Linked DNA regions of Mus musculus: region 2 is linked to region 1. The links are chromatin contacts, called in public HiChIP or PLAC-seq maps. All regions are on one chromosome and are shown on one strand. Each heading gives the region's core, a stretch centred on a gene start, on an enhancer-like site or on the middle of the called end of the contact. The rest is flanking DNA. Distances are from core to core; before and after follow the strand shown. Region 1 overlaps Gm35440 (a long non-coding RNA gene). Region 2 has its middle 150 kb from the start of Gm24070.

Evidence for each region. HiChIP or PLAC-seq counts read pairs in DNA pulled down with a chosen protein or histone mark.
Region 2: a contact with region 1 is called in an H3K27ac HiChIP or PLAC-seq map of embryonic stem cells, with 4 times the contacts expected there. The contact joins two enhancer-like sites. A contact is called at or near these places in 5 of 484 Hi-C or Micro-C datasets (the N1E-115 cell line, Th1 cells, liver and 2 more), 7 of 115 datasets of contacts at active chromatin or transcription factors (T-cell acute lymphoblastic leukemia, embryonic stem cells, epiblast stem cells and 1 more) and 1 of 9 other capture datasets (embryonic stem cells).

Annotation. Positions count from the first base shown.
Region 1 is chr12:77,777,136-77,784,581 of GRCm38.p6, reverse strand. It overlaps Gm35440 (a long non-coding RNA gene), which reads right to left. Exons shown (of 4, transcript XR_381711.3): 2 at 1,819-1,935; 3 at 975-1,067. Among named protein-coding and RNA genes, the nearest start is that of Gm35440, 31 kb to the right of the region's middle. Within about 2 kb of position 3,106, at least 49 of the 459 cell types and tissues checked have an H3K27ac peak or open chromatin away from gene starts, as enhancers often do. A contact at or near this core is called in embryonic stem cells, where this site is marked.
Region 2 is chr12:77,964,025-77,971,470 of GRCm38.p6, reverse strand. No RefSeq gene overlaps it. Among named protein-coding and RNA genes, the nearest start is that of Gm24070, 150 kb to the right of the region's middle. Within about 2 kb of position 1,275, at least 41 of the 459 cell types and tissues checked have an H3K27ac peak or open chromatin away from gene starts, as enhancers often do. A contact at or near this core is called in embryonic stem cells, where this site is marked.

The sequences.
Region 1 (7,446 bases), core at 1,857-4,356:
TTAGACTGGTGCTATGGCATTATCTCATGCTTGAAATGGAGACAGCATGTCTTCTTGGCCTCAGTGGGTAGATTCTGTCAGAGTTAAGCTGTTGGGAAGCCAAGGGATAAAACCCCTGAATGGATCTAGGCCATCTACAGCCTCTGCCCTCCACCCACCCCCACCACCACCCCCTTTGAGAGTAAGAATGAGGACTTCCAACCCAGGAAAGGAGATATAAATGCCCTTCTCTGCCCGGACACATAGTTCATTAAAACCCTAATGTTTTAATCCTTTTTGCAGATTGCTTTTCCTGATTTATCTCCCCCTCCCTATTCTGGAAGCGAGTGACTTTCAATTACTATTATCTGAGAGGGGCTGGCTTTGTGTACATAGCCAGCGGCTGAGATGCGTTTATTATTTGCAGAGCATTTTTTTGTGCTCTCTCGCGCTTGCTACGTGATACTACTTAAAATCCACTGTGTGATCTTCACACTTTGGGTCCCATTTACTTGCAGGCATCTGGGCCTTCAGACCTGTGTGTCAACTGCCAGGCTATGAATTATTCATAGACATTCATGTTCTTGAGCTTAGAAAAAAAGTCAATTTATTTTAACGTGCGGGGTGGGCTTAAAGATGGATAGGTAATGTTAGAACTGACTTGTAAGCCCAATGCCCTGTTTACTCACACGTTATTCCAGAAACATCACTGGAAAACCTTTCTAGAACAAAAGGGCCCACCTCTTGTCCAAAGGGAACTCAAGAGTCTCACTGGGGCACATCTTATAATCTCTGAGGCTAGACATATTTTCTCTGCCTGGCAGGAATGGTCATCAATGACATTAGGCTGTATCCACGGGATGCATTCCACATTGTGATGGAACATTTTCAGATGTGGAACATGAACCAAGTTGAATTTGACGACAGAATTAAAAACAACCGTTATTATTGGGTTTTAGTCAATTGCTTGGGCCCCAAAATTTGTTTGAAGTTACCTTGCGGCCGTCGCTTGGAATCGGGCTTCTTGCTCGTCTTGGAGTTGGAACAGCACCTGGTCCTGTGGTTGATTCCGCTCACAAATGAATCAGCTACAATGTGATGACGAGGAATGCAGCATGAGAGTCAGAGAAACCAGGAGCGTGTCTGACAGGAAGCGAATATTTGGACATTAAAAAGACTACAGAGCTGTTCACAGTTGTGTGATATAGTTTAAGTGTCTTAATGTGAAAGCTCTCTGGTTAGGAAAAATCCAGCCCACACATCAGCTAATTGTCTTTGGGAAAGTTATTTAATATCTCTAAACCTAAATGGCCTCGTATGGACAGAAGGAGGAGAAAGAGAGACACAAAGGACTTTTAAATGAGATAGTCCATGTACACCAACCACCTTAAATAGGATTATTACCATAGGGTCTATGAACCAAGTCTTACAAATAAGACATTGAATGGGAGATAATTAGTAATTGGAGATTATGTGTAGCTAGATGTTCAGGGTGATTGCTAGTGAATGAAGCCATCTCCATGACAACCATGGTGTGTTTTACTTCACACCCCCTCCCCCTCCCATGGATCACCTAAGGCCCTGTTTTACTTTTTAGCTGCAAGACCCTCTGACCATTCTGAGTGCATTAATAGGATAAACAAAAAAGTTTCTTCTTTTAAAAGTAGCTTTTAGTCATTTCAAGTAATCTATGAAGGCATCCTCTTTAAAAAATCAACATTACAGAGAAGACAGACATCTGTCATTTCTATTCTCATTTTTATTCCAGAGGTAGCTCTCCCTATCAGTTAAATGAGCCTCATGCATTTTGCAATGCATTAAACATGTATGTTACCTTACCTGTAGAGAAACACACTGTGTTGTATGGTTAGGCTTTTTACATATGTCATGATAGCATGTGTCACTCCGTGGCTTCATCGTCTTTGCTCAGTCAGTAGTAGTTTCTGAGTTCTTTACCTGTCAGTACACATAATACATTATTTTAAAGTCTACCTTAAGTGTCTGGGAGCGGGCTGGTGAGATGGCTCAGTGGGTAAGAGCACCCGACTGCTCTTACCGAAGAGTCCAGAGTTCAAATCCCAGCAACCACATGGTGGCTCACAGCCATCTGTAACGAGATCTGACTCCCTCTTCTGGAGTGTCTGAAGGCAGCTACAGTGTACTTACATATAATCAATAAATAAATCTTAAAAAAAAAAAGTGTCTGGGAGCATAGCTCAGTGGCACGGTGGTGGTGTGGCTTGCATAGAGCCCCTGGTGGTGTGGCTTGCATAGAGCCCCTGGTTTCACGCCCTGCACTGCACTAAGCAAACAAAGACGTTGCTCTGTATCTGTGTTTTTGGATGAGCCGATGTACTTAGCCAGCTCCGTTTAGGCGGCCATGTAAGTCACTTCACATTTTAGTAGCTGCTGTCAAGTCACTCTACAAAGCTTGTATCCCTGACAGCAGAATATGGAAATAAGCTGGCTTAGCTTTTGTAGATGTTTTCTAGGGTTTGGGAGTCCATTTTCCTGCTTGACCATGAAACTGAGTACGTTTGCTGTGTATTTATGGGCTATTTGTACTTCTTTGTCTGTGAACTGGCATTTTGTATCTTTGCAATATTTTCCTATTAGATTTTTTCATTTCTTTTTATTAAAGAGATTCTTTATATATTCTAGATACTGATCCTATATTGAAAGCATTTTGCCCCTTTGTCTCTTAAGTTTTTATGTTTTTTTTTTCAGCCATAAAGATGTTCTTGGTGTTAACATAGTCCAATTTATTAGTCTTATATACCCTAGGGATTTTTGCACATTGTTTAGAAATCTCTATTATGACAAATCGGGGGGGGGTGTCTTCCTCAATTCTATGGTTTCTTTGTGCATCTTGGTTATTAAGGACTGAGGTGTTCTAGGCAAAAAAAAAAAAAAAAGGTCGCACACACATTTCAGGTGTCTCAACAACCCAGCTGTGACTGCCACCTTGACAGGTCAGAACTGGCCCGGCCCTCCAGGCACGCGCGATCCCAGAAGTGTCCAGCAGAGGGCGCTGTCTGAGCAGGTCTGCCAGTCTCCACTAGGGCCCCGGAAGGATTCTGTCTCACCAAAGAGAACATTTTAACTGCTCAGAAATTAGTAAATTCCAGTGAGAGAGGCTGTAGCTGAGCCAGGAAAAAGACCAGGAGCAAAGTCTGTTTCTCTGTGTACTCCACAGTGGGAAGTGAATCGGGCCAAGGGGAAAGTGTCCTGGCGGCCTCTGTGTTTTCATGGCAGCCGAGAGCGCGCAGATCAAAGCGCTCCAGCATCACAGAAGGTTTTCTCCAAGGGAAGCTTCCATGTCTGTTTAAGTCTGGTCCACACTCCTGAGATGAAAGCTCCAGTTTTACAGAGGAAATGCTATTTACTGGACAAACAACAGGCGGGATGGAGACATGTAATCCCCAAATTTAGTCTGATTTCATCAATAATTCAAAATCCTGGCTCCTTTTGCATGAGGGGTGGGGCAAAAAGAGGCCAGTGGCCAGAGGCACAGCTGACTTCAGAAGGGAAGTCCAGGAATTACCAAACAATTCGCTTCAGTACAGCTCCCTTCCAGCCTCGCCAGCGCCGCCGTGTACTGAGCTAACAGGGCTGGTTTCGTTGGCTTGTTTAGTATTGTTGATGTGGGTTCAACTGCATCATGGAACCAGAGGAGCATTGACAATGAAGCCCATAGATCAGCATAAATATATTGATCCAAATGAATGTACGATTCTGAACAAGCCTCTGTGTTCACGGGTGGGTTTTTCCTGCTTGCCACTCAGAAACTTTGAGCCTTCCTCTGCACCTAGCTGTGTGGCTGGCTCAGGAAGGCTTGGTGAGAGAGTGTGGCTCCTTTGTCTTTCAGAATCAGGGAAGCACTGGGCCACCTGAATACACAGCCCTTTTCCCCACAGATGCCTGGGAGTGTTAGAGATTTTCAGATGGGCGAGGGTTTCCATAACCCCTTTTGCCTTCCATTAACACTGCTTAGAAACAGCCCCTGCATTAATTATCTTCAGCCATTTCTTTTGAGCATACTCTTTGATCTCTGCCCCAACCTTGACTAACACAGAAACCTAGATCCATCTTAATTCCTCGTGCTTAAAACAGGTCAAATGTAGTCAATGTTTACTGTAGGTTTGGACTTCATCGTCGACACAAATAATTTGTTAAGTCCAATAGTGGCTGCTGTCTCCATGCCTTTTCCAGACACAGATCAAGACAATGTAAATATGCCTTTAAAAACCCTGCTGGGGAGGGACAGGGTATATAGCTGGGCTGGGAGAGCTTGTGTCCAGTATGTTTGATCCCTGGCATTGCTCTCGTCCCCCATCCCCACGTCCCCAATGCCATCTAGATACATCTTCTGCCATTCTCTACCATTGGTTTATCAGAGCCCCTTCCCCCAGGCTCACAGAAATGTCTCATTTGCTGTAAATAGTCTCCAATTCAGTCATAAACTTTGAAAGCAAGAACCTGGAAGCTGAAAGGATCAGAGGACCCAATTTGGAGGCCCATGATGGTCTGACTGATTCATTAAGGGAAGGCTGTAGGTAGTTGCCAGAGACGTAAATTGCATTTATATGCTGCCCTCCCCTTCAGGGAGGGGATTGCTGTCTTGTAAGCTAAACAGGCAATAAACTGCCACTCTAAGTAGGTAAAGCCATTTAGTCTTCATCTCTCCGGCAGATATACATGACGAAGTGAGGTGCTCCACCAGCCCCCTTCTCCTCACCTTCCACCTGCAAGCTGCAAGCCTAAACAAAGCAACAAAACCCAGAAATGGTGACAGGAGAGAGACCCCAGTCTATATATAGGGTAACCCCCAATAACAGAGAGCTTTTAGACACCTGCTTTAATTAAACCCTGAGCCCGTTTGGTGGCCCCCTTTCTTTTCCTTGCGCTACTGAGGATTGAACCCAGGCCCTGCATGTGCTACCGCTGGGCTATATCCATTGCTCTTTTTAAATTTTATTTTGATACAAGGTTTCATTGTATAACCCAAGCTGGCCTCAAACTTGAAACTTTCCTGCCTCAGTCTCTCTACCTGGCTGAGGGTATAGCCCTGTGCCACCGTGTCCAACTACTGAGCCTTGTCCCACAGACTCCCCTAGATTTTTTCACCTCTCCTTCCTGGCTGTTCCTCTTCATCTGTGGACTCTTGCCCAGACCACTTTCCATCTCGTTTTCAGCCCTTATGCACTGACACCTTGATCATCTACATTTTAGGACTGTTAAAAATCTCTGTGTTTGCATTCAGTTGCCACCTCTGTCCCCTTGCTTTGAGTCCCCTGGGCCACCACAGTACCTTTACAATGTGCTGACACTCCTGCCATCAGTATGGCCTGCAAACCGGTGTGGCCCAATCCTCCCACCACTTCTGTGTCCTCTGACGCCATGCCCCCGTATGCTGTTTGGGTTTCTTGCTTTCTCCGTGTAACCCAGAGGCTCTCAAGCCTTCCAGTGCTGTGACCCTTAATACGGTTCCTCATGTTGTGATGACCCTTATCACAAAATTATTTTCATTGCTACTTCATAACTGTCATTTTGCTACTGTTATGAATCATAATGTGAATATCTATGTTTTCTGGTGGTCTTGGGTGACCCCGGTAAAAAGGTTGTTCAACCCCAAAAGAGATCATTACCCAGCAGTGCCAGTCCTTAAATCCACCATCTTCTAGGGACCATGACTCACCAGTACCAATCTTAATCCACCATCTTCCATCTCCATCCACCTCTTTCTTTTGCCTATGAAATTCTCTTAAACTAGAATACCTACTTGTACCCGAATAATTCCAAGGTATTTCTTCAGACTCCAACAAAAACTAACTCTTTCTTCATAGGCCCCATTCCTTATCTGAGACTAGGCCAGGTATCCCATTACATACTCTCCTAATGTGGCTACTGGTTGTAATTATACACTCAACCAAAAACCCACGGACTGTATACTGTGTGGGGTTGGGAGTAGTGTCTGCTTTTGTGTGCCAAGCACTGAGCCTGTAATATATTACAACCTCAACCAAGGCTTGTGACTAAATGAACACTGCCATGCTCTTCCTGTCCTGATTCATGGACACTGATGATACCACCACAGAGTAAAGAAATAGATGCTCTTGGCCTAGAGAGAAGGAGCTTGATAATATTTAGAGTGGACAGTGACAGGCAGAGGCTCTGCGATCCTCTTCTAGTTCTATCTTGCGCCAGTGATGTATACATCTTTACTCCCAACCCGACCTTTGACCTGGAAGAATACCTCTTCCTTTAGGCTTCCTGCCCTGTTGACTCTTGGGGCAATAAGCTGGGATATCCTGGCTTCTGTTCCTAACTGTGCCTCCGGTCAGATGCAGCCACGGAACTTGAATGCTAGCAGTCTCCCGGGATGTCTTTCTCGCTGTTAATTATTGGCAATGCAAATGAAGCATTAAATTACAGAGAAGAAGAGATTTCGTTCAGAAGCTTGAGTTTTAAGAACCATTCTATAGGAAATCAAATGGAAAAGAGAAAGCCAACTACACGGGTCTTCCTTCCACTCTATCAAGTGCTGGCCAAGACTGCAGCTCACAGCTTAGGGGCTGTCGAGCCAGGGCCTGCGGAGGGAGGTTAAGGAGCTACACGAGGCTTTCCCAGCCTTCCCAGGATGCAGATTGCCATAGAGATTCTTTGTGTACCAGACAAGCACCTCAGTAATTGCACTACATCCCTAACTCCCGGTGGAGGCTTTCATCTGAGCTACAACAGAAGACTGCTTTCCGATTTTCTTCTTTGCTGGGGAGCCCTTGGCCCAGGAGGCTAAGGAGGGTGAAGCAGAAATTCAGAGATGGCTCGGCTCCACTGGGACAACTGCAGAGATGCAGTGTCTCTACTGGGTGCCCAGCTTCATGGATGCTGCAGGAAGGGACTCTGTGAACTGGCCATTTTATATCTTTACAGTACCCCCCCCCCCCACCGACGCCACCTTATTAAAGAGCCACTTGGCTATAGCATATGGTTTGAAAGAATAAAGTCTGGATTAAGAAATGAGAATTTCAAGCCTCAGGTGAAAGTGTAGGGACAGTTTGTCACCACACTGTGCCACTGAGAATTTAGTGAATGACACCAGTTGTCATTTTTTTTTAAGGAGGAAGTTATTAGTTATGGTAGAATCAGAATTTATGTGAAAATAAAGTTGCTATTTTGACAGACTAGAAAATACTATTAAAATGTCAACATTGAGCTTTCAGTGTCCCTTAGCTCACAGAGACAAGCATGGCTTGTAGGTTGTGTCGGTGGAAGCCCAGGAGGGCTGGCAAATGAGGGACATATGAGTTTATGGAAATATTCCACAGGAAAGGACTTGTGGAACAGCTGACTTCTTAAATATGAGACTCTCATAGGCTGTGTAATTTTGCTTGCTTCGTTTATTAAATTGGCAGCTACTATTCTCTATGGAAATGTTCAGTGTGTGTCGGCCTATATGTGCAATAC
Region 2 (7,446 bases), core at 26-2,525, 190 kb before region 1:
TTTATGTTAAGGCTTCAGGTGGATTCCAGAGGACCATCCTGGGCATGGGTGGATTTGTCCAGAAGGAGGTTCACTTGATGTCAATTGTCTTCAGACAATTTTTTTTTGCTGGTGTGAGACTTTCCTTGGGGCCTTGGGAGGAAAGGGTATGTTGTGGGCACTCCTGGCATCTCACAGCACCCAGCTTACATGCTATGTGCTTCTGGGATGAAGGTTCCCCTTGATGCAAACTTTTTGTCACCTGAAACTAGTGCTTTCGTTGGAAGGGGTTCAAGGAACTGATGTCCATCTCCCTGATGACCTTCATATGTTTTAAAATCACAGGGGGAGAACTGGGAAATACTGAAGTAAATCCATATGCTTATCCCTTCAGCATCATATTTGAGAGATACAGCAAGGGGAAGGCTCATTTTGTTTTTTTCTTCTATCAACATAAATTCTGCTCAAATATCTGGTTCAGTTTCCTTAGTAATTTATGCATTCTCAGCTCAGTGATTTTCTGCAGAACCAGCCTTTTATGAGAAACTAGAATTTTCCCGGGGAGAAAATTGCTTTCTCTGTCACTATACTCTATATTTAGTGCATAACCACCTGTGTGACACGACCTGAGATTTCACATCTAAGAGGAGGGAGATGTGCCTTGAAAGGACATCCTTCTGTGGTGGTTAAGGGCAAAAATTTGGGGGTCAGCCTGCCTAGGCTTGATCCCCACTTTTCCACTTACTAGTGACATGATCTTGGGAAAATTGCATAACCCATCTGTGCTTCAGATTTTTTTCATTATAAATTAATGATAATAATAGTATCTATATCATGAAAATTATATGAGGTAAGGAAGGGTTCAGTTTTAGTAACTGTTATTAAGATTTATTGTTTTCTCATTGAAGAGATCAATATGGCCTCCTACAGTTTTAACAGTGGATGCTAAGGTTATAATAATGTTTTACATCAGAATACCTATTTATTGCTTACAAGACTTTTCTCTGCATATTGTCCAGCAGATAAGGAAATTGAGAGCAAAGGCTGAGGCAAAGGGAAGCTGGGGATGTGGGTTTGAGCATGTGAGTTTAGTGCCCACAGAGGCCAGAAGAGGGTGTCAGATCCCTTGGAGCTAGGGTTATAAAGAAAAGGCTAGGTTGATTTCATGACAGGCTTCAAATTGGCAGTTCAGGAGACAAGGCCTAAATCTCTGTTTATAAGAACTGGGCAAGTCCAGGCAAAGTCCAGGCCTTAGAAGTTGCTCTGCAAGTTGCCTGAGGCAAGGACAATGAGTCAGCAGCAGTTTCCAGACTTCCTTAGCAACAGTTTCCAGCCCCCCAGTGCCTGGTAACTGTTCTGGAAAGTCCCTAGAGATGGAGCAGGATGAAGGTCACCTATCCGGGAATTCCACTAATGTGCTGTAAATGTGGCCTGGGAGCTCACTTGGTTATCTCTTTATCTTGGTAATTGGGAGACCCCAGCATGCTGGATTTCTGCAGCATAAAACACTCTTTGCTTTTACACACTATTTGAGTCCAGGGTATCTCTCACTCTTCGGAAAATCATGGTCCCTTAGAATAAGTATTTGTGAGCCTCCAGTTATGGTTGCCAGGAACCAAACCTGAGTTCTCTGCAAGTGCAGTACACACTCTGGAGCACCAAATCATCTTTCAGCACAAGATGGATTAGTTTTTAAGGAGAGCTGCTGAATACAGAGTTAAGTCTTCTCATCCCAAGTTTATGTCATTTCCTCGAGTGAGGATGTTATTCAGTTAGGTGTTGATAACTTCCCTCTTAAATGATCCTGCTACTGAAATCTCTCATTATATTAAGACAGTGCCACCAAAGAGCATCCACAACTGTCCCTGTCCCTTTCTGTTTATTGTTAGTAAGGTAGCAGTTGCTGCACTAACAAGCAAACATGAAAGTTTCAGTGACTCAACGCAAGTTAGGTCTGACCCAGAGCCTGTCAGTGTTCTCGACTGGGCAGCCACTCTGGGACATAGGCATCTTCCTCTCTTGGGGCCCTAACTTTCTTTCTTTCTTTCCAGGTTGAGTTGGTAAAAGGTCACTGTGGGGGTCACAGGGATATTTCTACCCATTTGTTTTTAGCCACACCAACTCAGAAGTAGCATATGTAACTTCCTCTTGCATTTCAATGGCTAATGTTAGTTGTGTAGTTCAGATAAGTGTGAGTAAGCCTGGGGTAGGGAGGCTCCAACTGGATTGTCACTTGTTGAGAACCCTCTAGAAGTCATGGATTTGTGTGGTGATCAGCTTATTGTTTCTGCCACACCCATCTGCCACTCTATCCAGTCACTGCCACTATGCCTTTATTTTGTCTCTAAAATGTCTTTCATACTCTGTTTCTATCCCCACAGCCATCACCATGGTCTAGGCCTTGCTGTCACATAGTAGTACATTATCACAGCTACTTAAGCGATTCCTCTGCTTCCATTCTTTGTACTTTTCCGTCTCTCTCACATGCCACAGCCAGATTAATCATCCAGAATTATTCTTTTAAAATGCTATATTTCAATGGCTCTATTCAACAACAATGGCTGGGTTCCTGTCTATGTAAAACACGGGGCTAGATATTGAAGAGGCTCCTACATAAACAGTGCTTGGTTCCTGAATTTAAGTTGCTTGTAGGTAGATGGAATTAACATAGTACTGTGAACTGGGGACTGAAGCAAACAGTAAGCACCTGGAGAGGAATAGCTGCGAACTTCCACTTGTTTACAAGGAGGAGATGCTAATTGCTCACAGATGGAGAACAATCAGTTAAGAAAAAAAAAAAAAAGAAACAAACAAAGCCCAAGACTTTGGGACATGGTAATGACAATGGGCTTAGTGACTGAATTTTTCAGCGAGGAACAGAGATGTGTTCTGGAAGTTGTTATTATCTGTCCCTCCTTGCTCTTGAAAAAAATTTAAAATGTAGTTAGTAAAGAGCTTGATACTCAGTTTTCTGACAGAAGTGAATTTTGAGCTAAGCTAACATTTTTGAGGTTGCAAATTATTATTAAGATTCTCCGGATGAGTTTCTGAACTTGAGTTGAGAATGAAAGAAAGACAAAAAAGATTCTGGCCTGTGTATGACTATTTCCTTCTGTATTTGATTATCTTTTGAGAGCATAGAAGAAACTCCCAACTATATTTTGGCTCAACAGTGGTCATATAATACATGATTTTTGACATTTAAGTCATACGTTTCTCAATTATTAACAATGAATATTTACGAGACTGGAGAAATAATGGCTGGCTAAGAGTACTTGTTACTTTTCCATAGGACCCAGGTTTGATTTCTAGCACCCACATGATGGTTCACAACTACCTGTAACTCCAGTCCTAGGGGATCCGGTGCCCACTTCTGGCCTTCGCAGGAAACAGGCATTTAAATAGTGTGCATACACACATAAAAAATCTTAACAAAAGTGAACTCGATACTAGTCACCATGATTTAACTAGAATGGAGTCTTTGCTTCCTAAATTTTAAAAAGACAATATAATAGATCCTGAATTTTCAAGAAGAAACAATTCAAAGACTTCTTTCTACCTTTCTTGCTGTCTCCCTGCTTTCCTGCCCGGTACTCTGCTTCCTGCTTCTGAAGTAGTTGCCTCAGGGAATAGAATCAGTGTGCAGCAGGCTTTGCCCGATGAACACAAGTGTGAGGCTTCAGCATAAATATTTAAGCCCTGGGTGGTAACTGGAAGTTCTAATCTGACAGTGCGGAGATGCCCGAAAGCCTGATTCTTCTCACCCTCATCCCACAAAGGGAAAAGCAAAAGGGTAAAAAGAGAGCTAGCATAGGGTCCAGAAATCCTGAAGGATATATCTGTGTTCATGTGGTCATTGTAGCACAACTCATAATAGCTAAGGTATTGAGGCAATATATTCACCAACAGATGCTGGACACACACACACACACACACACACACACAAAATGGAATATCATTCAGCATTAAGAAGAAGGAACTCTGGAAAGGTGATGGCTCAGCTGTTAAGAGCACTGACTGCTCTTGCAGAGGTTCTAAGTTCAACCCACACCCAGATAACAGATTATAACTGTCTGTAACTCCTGTTCCAGGGGATCCAACACCCTCACATAGACATAATGCACATAAAATAAAAATATGTAATTATTTCAAAAAAAAAAAAGAAGGAACTTTTACCATTTTGAGCACATAGATGGGTCTGGAGGATGCTATGCTAAGTAAAACAAGCCAGATGGAAAAGGATGACTATTATATGGTGCCATTTTTATGATGAATTTTAAATAGCTGGACTTACTGAAGTGGGGAGAGTAGAGTACCTGCCAGGGACTCTGGGGAGCATGAAAGATGGAGACAAAGATTTGGTTATACAAGGTAAGTCCTATGTAGTTTACAGCATAGTGTCTCTACATAATGCTACTGTAATGCATACCAAAATACACTAAGAGGTGAGTGAGGACTTGAGTGTTCTTATTACAAAAACTAAAAACAAGGTGTTGGGAGCTATTAAGACAACACTATTGTCCTGATCTCTGAATTGGGCCTCTCCCCCCACCCACCCCCTGAGAAGATAAGGGGGTCAAAAGTGGGTCACCGATGCACCGCTCTGAGAACAACCACAGATTGTTCCAGCCCTAAGTCAGCACCGGATGTCCTGACCTCAAGATGTACCCTGATACCGCCAAGTTCCTGCTTCCCCATGTAGTCACCAAAAGAAAAATTTCTGCTGCCCCATCCCTCTTGCTGAGGTGCATTTCTGCTGCCCCATTCCTCCTGCTGATAAGTACTTCCCCTTTTGCTTGTGCATTTAAACCTTAAGCCTTGCTAATACAGTGAGACCTTGATGCTACTCAGACTGCTTCCGTGTGTCGTTCATTGCACAAGGTTCTCGTCTCTCTCTACCCCCCATTTGGTTCTTAGGAGAAGGTCCCCTCGAGACCCTCGAATAACTGGACCTGCTGGACAGGTCAACAAGGGAGGAATTTTCAGAAGAAATGAGATAGATTTATTACAGAGCATGGAGCTGGTGACTTCACATGTATATTCTTATATCTATTTTCATTAAACTTATATATTAAATATGTATAGACTTTTAAATGTAAATCATATTTCAACAATGTATGCATGTGTGTGTATATGTGTGCACACGTGTGTGCACAGAAAGGGGGGGTTGGCCACCTGGAGCGTGTGTCTCTAGCTGCGTATGAATCAGAAGATGGCCTAGTCAGCCATCAGTGGAAAGAGAGGCCCATTGGTCGTGCAAACTTTATATGCCTCAGTACAGGGGAAGGCCAGGGCCAAGAAGTGGGAGTGGGTGGGTAGGAGAGTGGGTGGGGGAGCATGTGGGGGACTTTTGGGATAGCATTGGAAATGTAATTGAAATAAATACCCAATTAAAAATATGGGAAAAAAAAAGAAAGGGGGGGTTGGTTTAGGGTAGGGTAAAGGTTGTTTTACTGCAGTGTGGGTTCTGCAACACAAGGAGGTTGAATGTGAGCAAGTTAGGGAATCACTACTGATTGGCAGATACTGTGAGACAAGGGTATTTCGTTTGCACTGTGGTCTAGGTGTGTTAACTCAGACTGACCTCACGCTTGCAGCTTATTTGCCTCAGCTTCCTGGACAGTGGGATTCTAAGACTGTGTCAACATGCCTGGTCAAGGCAAGGGTCTAGAAGTTAGCTATTGAATTTTTTTCAGTCCTATTTTCCATGTTAAGTATTTCTAGGAACAAGCTAAACAATTTTGGCAATATGTATTTGGTCCTAGTAGTGTTTTTCAGAGATATAAAATTGTATCTGTTTTATTCAATATGGTTCAATTCAATTCAGTTCCGTCATTAAGTAAAGACTGAATGAAAGAATGCACAGACATACACAGAGCATTTAGAACACAGAAGGCACACAGTGAGTGTCAGTTGATATTAACTATTATTGTCTATTCATCTAGATTTCTCATTGTTATAGTTTGAATATGACATGTCCCTGCAGGCTTATAAACTAAGCATGGTCCCCACCTGGTGGCACTATTTCAGGAGGGTCTGGAAACCATTAGGAGGTGGGACCTAGCAGGAGGAAGCAGGGCATTGCAAGGTTGGTTCTTGGGAATGTCTTGACCCAGTCTTCTCTCCAACCTTGCTCTGCTTCCTGCCGTCCATGAGGTGAAGAAATGCCTCTGCCCAGTGCTACTGCAGTCGTGATGTTCTGCCCAAGCAAATGGGGCCAAGGACTGAGCTCCCTAAAACTGTGAGCCAAAATATCTTCTTTTTCCCTTGTTGTTTTTATTGGTTATTTTGGCCTTAGAAGCATAAAACTAATTTATCCTTGTTTCTTGTAGCCAAGGGAGACCCAGTGTCTCAGTATCTTTGCATATACATCATTCCCTTATCTTAGAATGGCTTCTTTCACTTTATGATATCTCAGAGAAATCCCATCCTTCTTTATGACCCTTCAATATGTATTTCTCCAGCTGGTCTTTCTGGGTCATTCCTACTGGGAAGATCTTTCTGTCTTTCAAACTACAAATTTGTTTGGTGTGCTCAATTTTGATACTTGCTGTGTTTCATTTTTACTTACGATAGTTATTAGATACTGTTCTAGTTTCATGTATTGTTCTGCTAAAATATCCTTAAAAATAATTTATGGGGGAGACAGGTTTATTTCAGTTTATAATTTCAGGTTACTGTTCATCATTGTGTGGAAGTCACAGAACCTAGAGCGTGAGTCATCTAGTTACATCTATAGTGAAGAACAAAGAGAAATCATTTCATAAGTATTTACTTACTTGCTTGTTCTCAGTTCATTTTCTTTATTCTTACACAGTTCAGGAGCCCTGCCTAGGGAATGGTGACACCTACACTTGGCTGAGTCTTCCCATATCAATTAATGTAATTAAAAGTCAGTTTTCCACAGGCCATGCCCATGTGGACAATTCTTTATTAAACTGTCTTCCCACATGATTATAGATGGTATCAAGTTGACAATGAAAGCTATTACAGATAATATTTTTCTTTTAGCTCTAAGATCATGCCTTTCTATATCCACATGCTCCTCCACCCGCAAGTGCTCTGCCCAGAGCCTGCCCCTACAGGGACTACTTAGATGCTTGTTGATTTAATCAATGCTATCAATTACTACTCATAAGTAAACTGAAGACCTTAGACAAGACTGCTGCTTGAGACAAAGCCTGGGCTATTTTGTACACAGCAATCAATCTAATGCTTTGAGCTGTCTGGAAACGTGATTGGATGATTCCAAGAATTTATGTCCAAGTGACAACCTGGAAGGGGATGTATGTGTATGGAAATGGCAATTAGGGTGTGAAATTTTCTGTAGAAAGTGGTGGTAAGAAAATCGAAAGATCTAATTGTTAAGGTGATAAATTTGATCCAAAGAGACCATTTTAAACATGAATCATTAGGTATAATTTATGGCTCAAGACCTAGCAGGAAGGACCAGTTCATAAAATTACC